Regions from separate parts of the Hordeum vulgare genome. Here region 1 is linked to region 2. A link is a contact called in public Hi-C data. All regions are on one chromosome and are shown on one strand. The core of a region is the stretch at or near the end of the contact, and the rest is flanking DNA. Distances in the headings are between cores, read along the strand shown.

Evidence for each region. A called contact is a pair of places that touch in the nucleus more often than the background predicts.
Region 1: a Hi-C map of leaf shows a contact between it and region 2, with 3 times the contacts expected there. The contact joins two enhancer-like sites. A contact is called at or near these places in 3 of 6 Hi-C or Micro-C datasets (leaf and seedling).

What each region holds. Positions count from the first base shown.
Region 1 is chr3H:113,207,504-113,214,562 of MorexV3_pseudomolecules_assembly, reverse strand. No RefSeq gene overlaps it. Among protein-coding and RNA genes, the nearest start is that of LOC123439637, 57 kb to the left of the region's middle. Within about 2 kb of position 4,147, at least 3 of the 3 cell types and tissues checked have open chromatin away from gene starts, as enhancers often do. A contact at or near this core is called in leaf and seedling, where this site is marked.
Region 2 is chr3H:112,865,445-112,872,487 of MorexV3_pseudomolecules_assembly, reverse strand. No RefSeq gene overlaps it. Among protein-coding and RNA genes, the nearest start is that of LOC123439635, 76 kb to the right of the region's middle. Within about 2 kb of position 1,352, at least 3 of the 3 cell types and tissues checked have open chromatin away from gene starts, as enhancers often do. A contact at or near this core is called in leaf and seedling, where this site is marked.

The DNA.
Region 1 (7,059 bases), core at 2,898-5,397, 340 kb before region 2:
GAGCCCGAATATAAATGGTATCCCGACCAGATGAATTAACAGCATCAAGTATACATCCGTGCAACTTTTTCAGCAACAAACATGGAATCAACAAGAAGGAAGAGATGCGTACAGTTCGAGCCAAAGGTATAATTCATATACATGGTAGAGTCTGTCATGAATAAAATTTAAAACCGGCTACACTACGAATGGAAGTCAGAATGAGCTATGAACTTAGTGTCTAGGAAGGGGGTTAGCCGAATACGCTATTGCATACCACAGGTAACCAACAACAGGAACGTTAAGGATATATGCATGCATTTAGCTTGCATATTGCAAAAGGACGCTTCAAGTATAAGCAACCCAATCTATCCCCGCAAGCTACCCAAAAAGCTTATGGCACAAGATTCAGGTGACCTCCTCAATGTGACACACGACTCCTTGTTCAAAGACACCCATGCTTCTCCAGTAAGAAATCACAGCAAGCTTATAGCATAAGGCACCGATTCTTATCCAGCAAGTCTTCAAGGAAGGAAAGCACTTGAAATATGGTACCCATGCTTCTTCAAGAAGCTATCCCGATCGAAGCGCCAAGCACAAGCTACCCAGTCTTCCTAGACACGATACCCTCGATGACTTACAAACAAGCTAAGTAAGCCCTTGTTGGAAAGGTATCGCATTCTCACTGGTACAAGTTATTACACTAACAGTTGGCAGCATATCATCGTGCATCTCAAGGATTAAATCCGCCACAGTTGGTCAGAAGACAAAATAGTCAGTCAAGACACCAGCCTGCTTCAGGAATCAAGCACTCAGCCACATAGACCCAATATATATGGTGGCCACGTTACCAAGGCCATATGAGTTAATCATACAACGGTGACAACCCAATGAGAAATCCGACTATTGCATAAGCTATATGTAAAGAAGGACGCCAGTTATACACTTCAGTGAGATGACCAATAACCTATGGAAAAGCGGTATGGGACACGAATGAACCCTTGCCCGTCTTTCTTTGGTAAACGGCACCACGCCTGTGTTCTGAGCTATTTTCAGCCGTCCGGGGTGGATGCCAACTTTTATTTCTCTTGTCAACAACTGGCTCGTGTTCTGAGCTGCTTTTCGGCCGTCTCGGGCAGTTGTTGAGTTTCTTTTCGTAGTAGTAATCCTATGCTCTGAGCTGTTTCTCGGCCGTCTTAGGGAACTGCTACTTTCTTCTTATCGACATCGTCCCATGCTCTCAGCTCCTTTTCAACCGTCTTGAGTCGGGGTTGAGTTACTCTAGTAATGTCCCAGATCTGAGTTGTAAAGACCGTTCTGGTGGCTACTGGTTTATTTGCCGGTTTTATCCAAGGGCTCAAACGGTCGTTATCCCACAGCTACAACTTGTTAAGCAATATGCCTGCGAGAACATGGTACCTGGCAGCACCCATGGTCATCCGAAGGAATAAGGGGTACATGAGACCAAGTTCTTTCAGCTAAGGATCCATGCAAAAAAGAACTATAATGAAAGAGCAAGATTGCCCATACAGGTATGATAATAGTTGCAAGACCAACATAATGCATATATTCAAGACAGTCTGGTTCGATATCAAACACCGTGGGAACACACTGATGGAGTCTATTCAAATTGCAAAGACCCTATATCGAGTCAATTCGCTCAGCCCAACCACATATGCTCAGATCGGAATATTCAGATCTATGAAGACCACACAACAGTTAGATTACGACAATAATGATGCAACGTTGCATGGCCTACTATTCATTTAAAGATGACGACAAACGAAACGACCAGAATGTGGGGCAACAACCTCGAAGCATGTGTCTGCACATATGGGAATCCGTCAAAAGATAGTTTGCTGTAACAAGATATCTCTACCAGAATCTCCGACAGTTAAGTCAGCATATATATAAACAGATGAAAGTTAGAGTAACATATGAGGATCCGGTGAAACAAACCACCCTGAGGCCAGATAGTGAGTCAGCAAAGATGTTACCGAAAGTATCATTCTAAGGAAAGAAGGAAACCCGAGTTGGAAACAGTTTCCTCAAGAAAGGATATTGAGCCTTGAGCAATCAAATCTCGAGGACGAGATTTTTTTAAGGGGGGTAGGTTTGTAACACCCTGGATTTTGCCCATTTCTTTTTCTTTGATTTTCATCTTGATTTGCTTTCCTGTGGTTTGATAGTTTTGAAACTTAAAAGGATTATGCTTGCTTTCTTTTTCATAGTGGCTTGCCAACCTACAAACCACCCCAAGACCTAGCCATTTCCATCTTGAGCCAATCCCAAGATTCCTTTCCATGGGAATATTCCTTTTTCTTTTAAAGGAATAATCCTGTTTGCCTTGAGTTGTGAAGCAACCCCCATTTATATCTCTCCAAAAATTCTTAAATAATTCTCATAAATCTATTGGGTCATATCTTCCTTATATATGACAAAATATTTCTTTGCCATGTTAAAAAATATTCCTCAATAATTCCATTTCTGATTCTACCCTATCTGTCAAGTTGTGAAGCAAGTACCCTTTTTATTTTCTTGATTGCTCGAAAAATTTGTGGGCACTCTTTCCTAGCGATATCATTTCCTCATGACAAAATTCAAATCAAATTATCTAGTAAATATTTCTTGGAAAATTTCCAAAGTTTCTGATCTAGAGAAAGCTTTGTGAAGCAAGTGCTAGCTATGGGTTCTCAAATGAGTTGAATCTTTGCCATCATCTCAATATGCTAAAATAATGTCTCTCCACCAAATTTGAGCATCACATATTCAACCATGTGACCATAGCATCAAATATTTGTCTCTGGTCATTATTTGGATTTTTGAAGCAACTATATTTTATATTGCTCCATAAATTCTGAATTGTTACCAGGACATTCTCCTATCTATAAAACCTTGCTAAACCAATTTTGAACCCATTTATTTAGCCAATTATTCCCAGTAATTCTTCTAAGTTTCTGTCTGGAGAGAAACTGTATGAAGGAAGTGCCATTTGGGCTTATCAAGATGGCATGAATTTTATAAACCATCATCTCATCTCCAAAATATTTATCTCCTCCAATTTTCAGCTTCATCCAAGCATGTATGTGAGTGACACATCAAAATCCCCATTCTGGACCAGATTGGTGAGTTGCAAAGTAACTATATTAAAACTTGATCCTCTTCTTCTCAAAATTCATAGGATTGTAGTCCTTCCTACCCTAAGCCTCCCAGACATAATATTTTGACCTTATCTCCTTCCTGTTGATCACCATGTGGTGTCCAAATCTGGTGCAGGAAAATTCAGGTGATCATTCCCATCCAGCCACACTCTTTTTCTTTGAGCCATCACCTCTGGGGGACTATTCCATGAAGGGACTCCATTGCTGACATGGTTTGGGGAGCAGTGGAACACCAGAGCACGTAGTGCACGTGGTGACCATGCTCAGAGCATGCCAAAATGGCGCTCTGTGCATTGACCGCGACGGGAGCTCCTCTCCAGGAAGCTCCGGCTTGTCCGCGAGCGCCGAAGAGCTCCCCACCGCACGCATGTACCCTCCAGAGTCCTCGCCCCCTCGTCTCCTAGCCTGTGGTCGGCCCCGACGCTCGGTTGCGACGCGGTCGCAGAGCCGCCGTCTTGGAGCTTCGGCTACCGTCGCGTGGCTTCTTCCCGGGCCTATTTTAGGCATGCCCCGAAGCCCCCTCCCCTACAGCAAGCCCCAGCCCCTTTCTTTCGAGTCCCGGAGCTCCCCACCCCCTCCAATGGCCGAAGGCCTCCGCCGGACCTCCGCGGCGATTCCGGCTCTGTGGCTCTCTCCCTCTCTTCTATCCGCGGGCAGAGAACCCCCAGGATCTTGCAGGGTCGCCACCGCCCTCCTCTTCGTCGGGAAACCACGCCGGCGAGGTTCCCCGGTAGCTCCTCATCTGGCGCGGCCCTGTCAGTGGCGAGGACGCCGTAGGCCGCCTCAGGCGAGCCCGCGGCCACCCTCGGGTGCAGCAGGGAGTGGCGGTGCCCCTGCGCTCCACGGCCGGTGCCCTCGGGCAGCGAGGCGACGGCAGCGCCGGCGGCTAAGCGCCCCCGCTCCTCCTCTGTTTCCCTGTCGGGGGGAGGAAGAAGGTAAGGAGGGAGGAGAGATAGAGGGGGGAGAAGGTCAACACGGGCCCCTCCCGTAAGTGACCCTGTGGCCGCCCCGCCTTGCCACGTCGGTTTTGATAGGTAATCAGCTGCTTTCCTTAGTATTTCATGTTAGCTTGCCTAGTGCTGGTAGTGCAAATAAGTTCAGTGTGTGAGCGTGTTTGTTGTGCACGTACATGCTTCAGGTAGTTTTCTTTTTCAGCGCATTTGTAGCTCGTCCGACGACGCGCCGTGGGATGGCATGGATCACGCAGGTCGTGGCGAGATTGTAGGGTTGATCTCGGTAGACATCGTGGGATGGCACGATCTGTAAGTCTGTCGTGGGGAGACCATTTCCTTGGAACTTAGCCGCTCCATTTGAGCTGGCCATCAATAACAGAAAACCACGAAAAGCTGCAGTGGCAGTTCGCAACACAACAAGCTTCTTCCACCTCTCGCATCCACTCTCGGTCCGATCCTGTTCTTGCGCATAGGGTTAGCCAGGCAGTTGCAACTACAATTGGCATCAGACCCTTGGGCGATGTTCGATCCGACCAGGTGACCGGCGGTGTCTGATCCGCCGGAGCAATGACTGGCAGCGACGATGAGGGGACGAAGGTGACGAAGAAAGCTGCTGCGGACGCGGCGGCTCTGGAGAGGCCCTTGGCGCGCCTCACCACCGCGGAGGGATCAGGAGTGCGCGTCGTCGAGCGCGTCGTACACGGCGGCGGCGGCGGCCCTCCGATGATGCTCACGCGGACAAACTACAACGACTGGGCGATGATCACCAAGTTGCAGCTACAAGCTGACGAGCTCTGGCAGGTTGTGGACACGGGCGAAGGCTCGGACCGCGACGATTGACGCGCCATGATCGCCCTCCTCAAGGCTGTACCGCCAGACATGATGCAAGTCCTCGGTGGGAAGGCCACTGCCAAGGAGGCATGGGACACACTGAAGACGATGCGCGTCGGCGTCGAGCGCGTTCGCGAGGCAAAGGCGCAGACCCGCCGCTCTGAATACGAAGGCATGCGGTACAAGGACGGCGAGGGCATCGAGTCCTATGTCATGAGGCTCAGGACGATCATCGACGAGCTCTAAGTTCTTGGTGATCCCGTGGACGAACACAAAGAAATCCTCAAGGTACTACGCACGGTCCCGCGGCCATATAGAGAAATGGCTGTGGCGATAGAGTCCCTGGTAGACACCAAACAGCTCTCCCTCGAGGAGCTGTGCGGGCGTCTGCTCGTCGTCGAGGAGCGCGAACGTGAGGAGACACCTGCCCCGGGTACGCAGCTGCTGTTTATCGCCGATGAATGGCGGGCTCGGGAAAAGCAGCTGGAACAGGGAGGCTTGCCTTCAGGCTCGGGAGATCGACGCGGGCGCGGAAACGGGAAGCCTAAGAACTTCCAAGGAGGAGGTGGACGTGGCCAAGGTGGCGGCCGCGGCAACGGGGGTCAGACGACTCCCCGGCGAAAGGGCAACTGCCGCTACTGCGGGATCCAGGGCCACTGGGTGAAGGAGTGCCGTAAGAAGGAGCGTGAACAACGTGAGCAGTAGGACTAGCAGGCGAACGTCGCCGTGGCTGACGTCGAGCAGCCCGGTCTACTCCTGGCCACATGCGCTATGGAGGCTGTGCCGATCACTATGGCCAACCCGAGCGCACCCTCTGACGAGATCTTTCTCAACAAGGCGCGTGTGGTGCCGGTGGCCACAGATGATGATTGCTGGTACCTCGACACCGGCGCTAGCAACCATATGACGGGCCGCCGCGATATGCTCACGGAGCTCGACGAAGGTGTGCATGGGGCGGTGCGTTTTGGCGACGGCTCTGTCGTGCATATCCGCGGGCGTGGCGTGGTGATGTTCTCCTACAAGAACGGAGAGCACCGCGCTCTCACGGACGTATACTATATACCCCAGTTGCGCACAAGCATTGTAAGCCCCGGACAACTCGATGAACATGGATGCAAGTCTCTGATCCAGGGGGGTGTGCTCTGTCTGTATGATCGACAACAGGTGCTCCTGGCGCGGGTGCAGCGGACGAGCAACCGGCTCTATGCCGTGGCTCTGAACTTGGCTGCTCCCGCGTGCCTCATGGCGACGGGCGGCGATGAAGCCTGGCACTGGCATGGGAGGTACGGCCATCTGCACTTCCGAGCACTGCACGACCTCGGCACTAAGGGGATGGTGAGGGGCATGCCGGCGATCAAGCATGTGGAGCAGTTCTGCGAGGGATGTACGATCGGGAAGATGCACCGCACGCCGTTTCCCCGCGCCTCACCGTACCGAGCAGAGCATGGCCTTGACCTGGTGCACGGCGACCTCTGCGGCCCCATCACGCCGGCGACCATGAGCGGTAACAAGTATTTTTTTGTTGATAGTTGATGACTATAGCAGATATATGTGGGTGGAAGCGCTCAGAAGCAAGGACGAGGCGTTCCGGCGTTTCAGGAAGATCAAAGCGGAGGCAGAAACACAGAGCGGTGTCAGGCTCAGGGCGTTCCGCACCGATCGGGGGGCGAATTCAACTCCACCGACTTCACCGCATACTGGGAGGAGGCTGGCATCCTCCGTCACACCACGGCTCCATACTCGCCCCAGCAGAATAGTGTTGTCGAGCGGTGCAACCAAACCGTGGTGGAGATGGCGCGCAGTCTCATGAAGAGCATGGGGGTCCCGAGCGAGTTCTGGGGCGAAGCCGTGAGAACGGCTGTGCACATTTTGAATCGATCACCGAGAAGAAGCTTGCAGGGGATGACACCATATGAGGCATGGCGTAAGAAGAAACCATCTGTTGACTATTTCCGCATTTTTGGTTGTGTGGCGCACGTCAAGGTGGTCGGCCCCGGCGTCAGCAAACTCTCAGATCGCACTGTCGCCGGAGTGTTCCTGGGATATGAACCAGGGACGAAGGGGTACAGGGTCTACGACCCTGCCGGGAAGCGGCTCTATGTCACCCGGGACGTGCGCTTTGAGGAAGACCACCG
Region 2 (7,043 bases), core at 103-2,602:
TGCAGAGTATCATCGTGGACGGTGTCGTGTGTCGTCGAAGAAGAACTACATCATGGTTGTTCATACGTTCTCGACGATGTCACCGCCGAGTTGATGTCGCCCAACACCGGAGCAATGTAGTGGCCGTAGTAGTTGGCTTGAAGCCGTGCACAGCCAGCTGTCGCCGCGCTCACTACGCCCAGTCGTCTCCGCCAACGGCACGCGAAAAGGCCGGCCGGGGCTGGTGCCGCGGTGGTGGCCGTTGTTTCGTTGCCTCCTGCAGAAGTGCTCGTCTGTGCCTTCGATTTGCTTATGGAGGACTATCTCTTACCGTACTACCATGTCATAGCAACGTTGTTTTGTCGCCTAGCCACCGGATCACGTTGATTGACGGCCCCGTACAAACGCATCCAGCGACGTAATCAAGGCGCCGCCACGAGGGCTAGATGGAGACGCCACATCTAGTTGCCACCAAGCATGCATGGAGGCTTCTCTCATGCGATTTCTTTCAGGTAGAGTCTATGTGCTGATAACGTGTTAGAATAAAACGAGATTCAATGAAAGTAATGGACGCCAGATGTAATGGTATCATCTTGTATTAATATACTAATTCTTGATTAAAAAATCAACAAATCATCTGTGTTAGGGTTCATAATTCACTACTGAGCAGCTGGCCAGCGCGGAGCCACGGAGATCTGCTCAGTCCCGGTGATGCCATTTAAGGTGTATTTGATTGTTCAACAAAGTGGAGTGAAATGCCATGTTCGATTCGACTCGAATGGGCGAGTTCCATTTATGTCTTTGGTTTAGCATAATAGGTGAAATCGAATGGTTATGTATGGTTGGAGATCTTCCCTCACAGTGGTTTATAAATTCACTCACAAGCATAAATAGTTTTAAACGACATTTTAGTTTCCCCATAATTTATCATTAACATATAACCTGATGTTTATGTAAAATTTGTAGTCACAGACAGATCGAGTGCGCCTGGATTTCCTCCTATAAAAGAACTACGTGTTACAGACAAATCGAGTGGGGCTGTATAGATATAGACATACAACACTGGCATAGTTTTGCAGGCTAAACCAACTAACCACCAGGCCGCAAGGTTCCAAGGCTTGCAGGTCGTAAACAAATCCTAGCGCTGGAGCCTGGATCGTCCAGTTGATCGATCAGTACGTACGCTGTCAGCAACATGGAATAATGTATGGTTCTGTACACGGACATGATTGGTCAGTGGCCGATCGAACTCGCTGTAGATTCGGCATGCCGGAACGCCAGCAGGTCTGAGATTCGTGGATCGTTATCTTCCCCCTTGGAAGGACGTGCGACGATTCAAACAAAACGACCGGGCAACCCGGGCAGGCGAGCAAGGATCCAAAGAAGTGCCCATCGCCCACGTCCGCCTCGCGGGCCACCTCCGTGGAAACGCCGGCCTGCGCCGTCCCCTTGTGCCTGTCCCCGTTCGCGCATCGACTATCCAAGCACGTCATCACTTGCTCAGTGGCTCGGTTCAGTGCCCATGATTCAGCGATCTTGCTAGAGCCATCATCGTCATCCTCTGCACGTTTGAACGTGTTATGGACTAACCAGTACGACCCGCATGCGTAGATCATTAGTAGAATCTTTGAGAAACACAACGGCGTGCATACTGTACTAACCATCGGCCACAGACAAATTGGTTTTCTTCCTTGCCTGACCCAACGGATTGAGCTTTCATCCGGCATCTGTTACCTCCGAAATGAAGGTTACACGACGACTTCCGGGCGTGAGTGGGGTGGGCACGACGACTCCGAGTCTACGTAGTACGTACGCTTGGGGAAGCAGCCAAGCAAAGCTTTTTTTCTTTTCTCCGGTGCTCCTCCTGACCCGTCACGCTCCTGTAGAGAGAGATAGCGGGCCTTGTTCCAAAGACCGTGACGTGAAGATGACTGTGGACAAAATGAGCTTGCGTGCTTCTTTGCTTGACAACGCCACTGTCCATTATTTCCTGTAGCCAGGGACGAAGCTAGTATGCAAGCATAGGGGGGTCAAATTTATTCATGAAAGGGTCAAAGTTTATATGAAGTAAACAAAATTAACTACAACAATCATTATTATAATAGAAAAAATCAATTTCTTAGGGGGTCTAGCCCCCCTAGTCCCCCCTTAGAATCGTCCTGCCTGTAGCTAGGACGTGTTCGGATCCTCTCTGCTCTACGACAGCGGCTCCTGGAGCGGAGGGAGCGTCAGCATAATTTTGAGGAGTGGCTAAAATCGGACTCCTTCCACGGAGTGGAGTTTTAAACGGGAGAGATTCCGAACACCCTCCTAATTGGCACAGTTTTTATTTGCCCCCGAGAAAAAAAAGGATGACTAGTATTTGGAATAAGTTATATATCAAAATCAGTTTTAGGAGAATTTTAAGCTCGCTGACTTTTCGTGTTACTTAACGACCTTGTTACGGTATACTTCCATCCGTCTCGATCTTCGTGGATGTGGACTGATTATAGTTGAAGCTCCCATTGGTCTAGGTGATTTAGTCCAACCGGAGTGTATGAAGAACCAGTCTCTTGAGTCTTGATCAAGTTGGTCAGTGCATCGGAGAACCACTCCTTTTTTTTTGGATTGGAGGAGAACCACTCCTGGTTTTTGGCCCTTTAAACTGCTTTGTGAATTACCATCTTTTCTACCAAAACCAGGAAAGACATGCATTCTATATATGTATCAAATGTTTTCATAATTTCTAAATTTTGCAATGTTTGATTTGAAGTTTCAAAAGGGCATCATGTGGGTCCAGATTACAGAAAATCATTTGTATTAACATTGTAATGGCGAAAACAGTGTGTCAAGGGCTGTATTTGAGAGAACTTTTGTCTGTTTGGGCCGTACAAAACAAGTGCACATGACCCGGATTCAACTATGCATTATGTATAGCGGGAGCCGCTATGCGAGAAATTTCTACTGTTTCAATTACATTTTTTCATGTTTCTTTTTTTCTTTTCTTTATTTTTTTCAGTTTCTTTTTTTCCTTTTTCATTTATATAAATGCATTTCTTCTCTTTCTTGTTCTTGAGAATTTCGAATTTTGTTCAAAAATTCAAAAAATGTTCAGAAGTTCAAAAAAAATTATATCATTATCTTTTGTTCACAAATTCAAAAAATAATTCTTCCTTTTTATTAAAAAATCGCACATTTAGAAAAAAATGTCACCTTTAGAATATTGTTCATCATTTCAAAAGAAAATGTTGTATTTTCAAATTTTCTTCAAGAGTTTGAAAAAATGTTCCTCTTTCAATATTCATTTGCAAATTTAAGAAAAATGATCGTGTACTGCAATTTTCTTCGGTAGTTTCAAAATCTGTTTCAATTTCAAAATTTGTTCGCAATTTTCAATATTGTGTTTGTTTCTAATTTTGTTTAGGAGTTTCAGAAAATATTTGCAAAATTTTAAAAATGTTTACATTTTCCAATTTTGTTTAGGAATTTCTATTTTTCCATTTTTAAAAAAATGTTCACCTATCCAAACTTTCTTTTGGAATTCAAAAAATGTGGTTCTTCCTTTTTATTTTTTAAATTTTTTTCTCCTGTTACCTTTTCCTTTTTAAGAATAATTCACAGTTTTAAAAAATGATCATGATTTCATAAAAACGGGTCAAGTTTTTCAAAAAATGTTCGAAAACGCAAAGAAAAATTAATTTTCAAATTTTGTTTTGAGTTTGAAGAAATGTTCTTGTTTCAAAAATTGTTCACGGATTCCGACAATATTCATGTTTCAAAATTTTGTTCAGAGTTTCAAAAAATGTTCCCTTTTAAGAAATGTTTGGATATTAAAAAATGTTCATGATTTTTAAAAAAGTGGTTAGTTTATTAAAAAATTGTTCTCATATTCAAAAAATGATCGATACTTTTTTATCAAATTTGAAAAGTGTCCACTTTAAAAAAACACTTATTTCAAAAATAATCTCCACATTTGGAATTTGATAAAACTTTTCGGATCTAATTACCTTTAGGTTCACACGCCATAGTTAACCAAGAAAGCTTATCTATTTATTTGGTTAAGCTCGTGCATAAGCAACATGAGGTCCCTTGTTTGATCCCTCCCTCAAGCACTCTTTTTTTAGGATTTTTTTACTGTGTTATGGTAATGGGTCGGCCAAACTGGAGTCGTGCCTGTGCATCCTCTCGGCAATTCGCCGCAACAAGCGGCGCATAGGAGTTCCCGCTCACTTGCGTCCAAATGTCATTGGTTCGCATAGGATTTAGCGAAGCAAAGTGAAGATTAGCCAGCCCATTTGAGCAATTAGTGCATTCTCCCGATCCTGGTTTTCTTTCTTAAAAAAGTCCACGTTGAACCTTGCACACAATCTCATTTGGAGATAGTAATCCCCATGTTGGACATTTCCATAATCTCTTCCTTAGGCAAAAACCCCCAGGGTTTCGATCTCTTCCAGCAATCGTCGTCGGAATCTTTCCATACTTGCATCGGCCTCGTGCCTTGTGATGTCCTTGGACTCGCGCTGATCAAGGGGGATCCTGGTGATCCTATGTGACCATGGTCGAGGATTTTTGCAGGGTGTGGGCGGCGTGATCGGATCCGCTGTGAGGATGGAGCAGGACTCAGGATCATAATTAAGGAACAAAAAGGAGTTAGCAGAGGAGTTGCTGGCTCGGCTTACGCTATAGGAGGAGGAAGAAGATGACTTCATGTGGGAGGATGAGCTGTCGGACTTGATGGAACACGCGAAGTGGCTCCGATTGCGCGTGCTCGTACTCCAAAAAATTTCAACCTTAATGCTATGTATGGTGAAACGAGGGCAGCCTGGAACCCTGCAAAACCAGTAGTCTGGAGGAAGATAAAGGATAACATGTTCACGAGTCAATTTGGCTGCTTGGGAGACTTGAACAAGGCGATGTTCGAGGGGCCATGGCTATTTAGAGAGTAGGCTCTGATCCTGAAGGAATATGATGGATTCAAGAACCCTAACACGATAAAACTCGACAAGCTTGTTGTGTGGGCTCACATACACCGTCCGCCGGAGAAGTTCCTCATTGAACCATGCGGTTAAGGGTTTGGCGTCCTGTATTGGAGAGGTTGAAGAGGTGCAACTAATTCTCCCAGTAGGTTTCTTTGGAGAATTTGTTAGAGTGTGGGTACTCTTAGACATCAACGCAAAGATCAAGAGGTTCGTCACACAAAGAAAGGGGTGGAGAGGGTCAAGTACCAAGTCAAGTACGAGAAACCACCTACCTTCTGTTATAACTATGGTGAGTTTGGTCATTGGCACGAGGACTGTGGAGAAGGGGAACATGACGAGTCTACTTTTGAATGGGGTGAATTCCCGTTTGTTGATAATGTGAGGTTTAAACCGACCGGGTGGGGGAGCTCAACGCCATCTCGGGGGAGTGGCGGACCGTGGTCGGGGAGCCGTGGCAGAGGTCGAGAGCCTTGTAATCCAAATCAGAGCTGGTGTTTTAACGCTAAGCAGCAATAGCAGAACGGGACATACAATGGCATAGCCTGAGAAAGGACAAATAACACGGATGATGAGATAGTTCTCAACCGTGTCCACGATAAGGAGGTATTGCATGAAAGTAAGTTAACACCAAACTCGTGGGTTTCTATCGAGAACACAACGTCTACACCAGCGGAGATAGTGATAGGGACCTCTATGACATCCTCAGCTTTTGCTACAGTGGTCCTTGTAATTAAGCTACAATCATCCTATGCTAATGATGCCACGTCACAGTCGTTACTATTGTTAAACTCGTGTTGGATCAAACCCCGTTCAATTTCGTTGCAAATTTAATTCGTCCGTAAAGTGTTTTTTAAAAGTTTTGCGGAACTAAAAATAAAAATGTTGGATGGGTTGTAAATATTCCCTAAGATTTTATAAAATTGGAGCGAGCATTTTTGAAGGTAATTTAGGGCCTCTAAATAATCAAGACATGAGTTGTTTAATAATAAAACAAAACAAAATACAAAAAATGAGAAAATAAAAAGAAAAAGAAACCCCCTGTTGCGCCGGCCCTGATTGCCCACAAGTGCAGGGGATCTATCATAGTCCTTTCGATAAGTAAGAGTGTCGAACCCAACGAGGAGCAGAAGGAAATGATAAGTGGTTTTCAACAAGGTATTCTATGCACGCACTAAAATTATCGGTAACATATAGTTGTGTGATAAGATAATTCGTAACGGGTAGCAAGTAACAATAGTAACAAAGGTGGAGCAAGATGGCCCAATCCCTTTTGTAGCAAGGGACAAGCCTGGACAAACTCTTACATAAGGTAAATCGCTCCCGAGGACACATGAGAATTTCTGTCAAGCTAGTTTTCATCATGCTCATATGATTCGCGTTCGCTATTTTGATAGTTTGATATGTGGGTGAACCGGTGCTTGGGTGCTGTCCTTACTTGGACAAACATCCCACTTATGATTAACCCCTCTCGCAAGCATCCACAACTACGAAAGAAGAATTAAGACAAGGTCTAACCATAACATTAAACTGGTGGATCCAAATCAGCCCCTTGCGAAGCAACGCATAAACTAGGGTTTAAACTTCTATCACTCTAGCAACCCATCATCTACCTATTACTTCCCAATGCCTTCCTCTAGGCCCAAATGATGGTGAAGTGTCATGTAGTCGACATTTTGGAAATATGCCCTAGAGGCAATAATAAAATGGTTATTATCATATTTCCTTGTTCATGATAATCGTCTATCGTTCATGCTATAATTGTATCAACAGGAAACACTAATACATGTGTGAATGAATAGATCACAATGTGTCCCTAGCAAGCCTCTAGTTAGCTAGCTCGTTAGTCAATAGATGATCATGGTTTCCTGATCATAGACATTGGATGTCATTGATAACGGGATCACATCATTGGGAGAATGATGTGGTGGACAAGACCCAATCCTAAGCCTACCACTAGATCGTATTGTTCGTATGCTAATGCTTTTCTAATGTCAAGTATCTTTTCCTTCGACCGTGAGATTGTGCAACTCCCGGATACCGTAGGAGTGCTTTGGGTGTATCAAACGTCACAACGTAACTGGGTGACTATAAAGGTGCACTACGGGT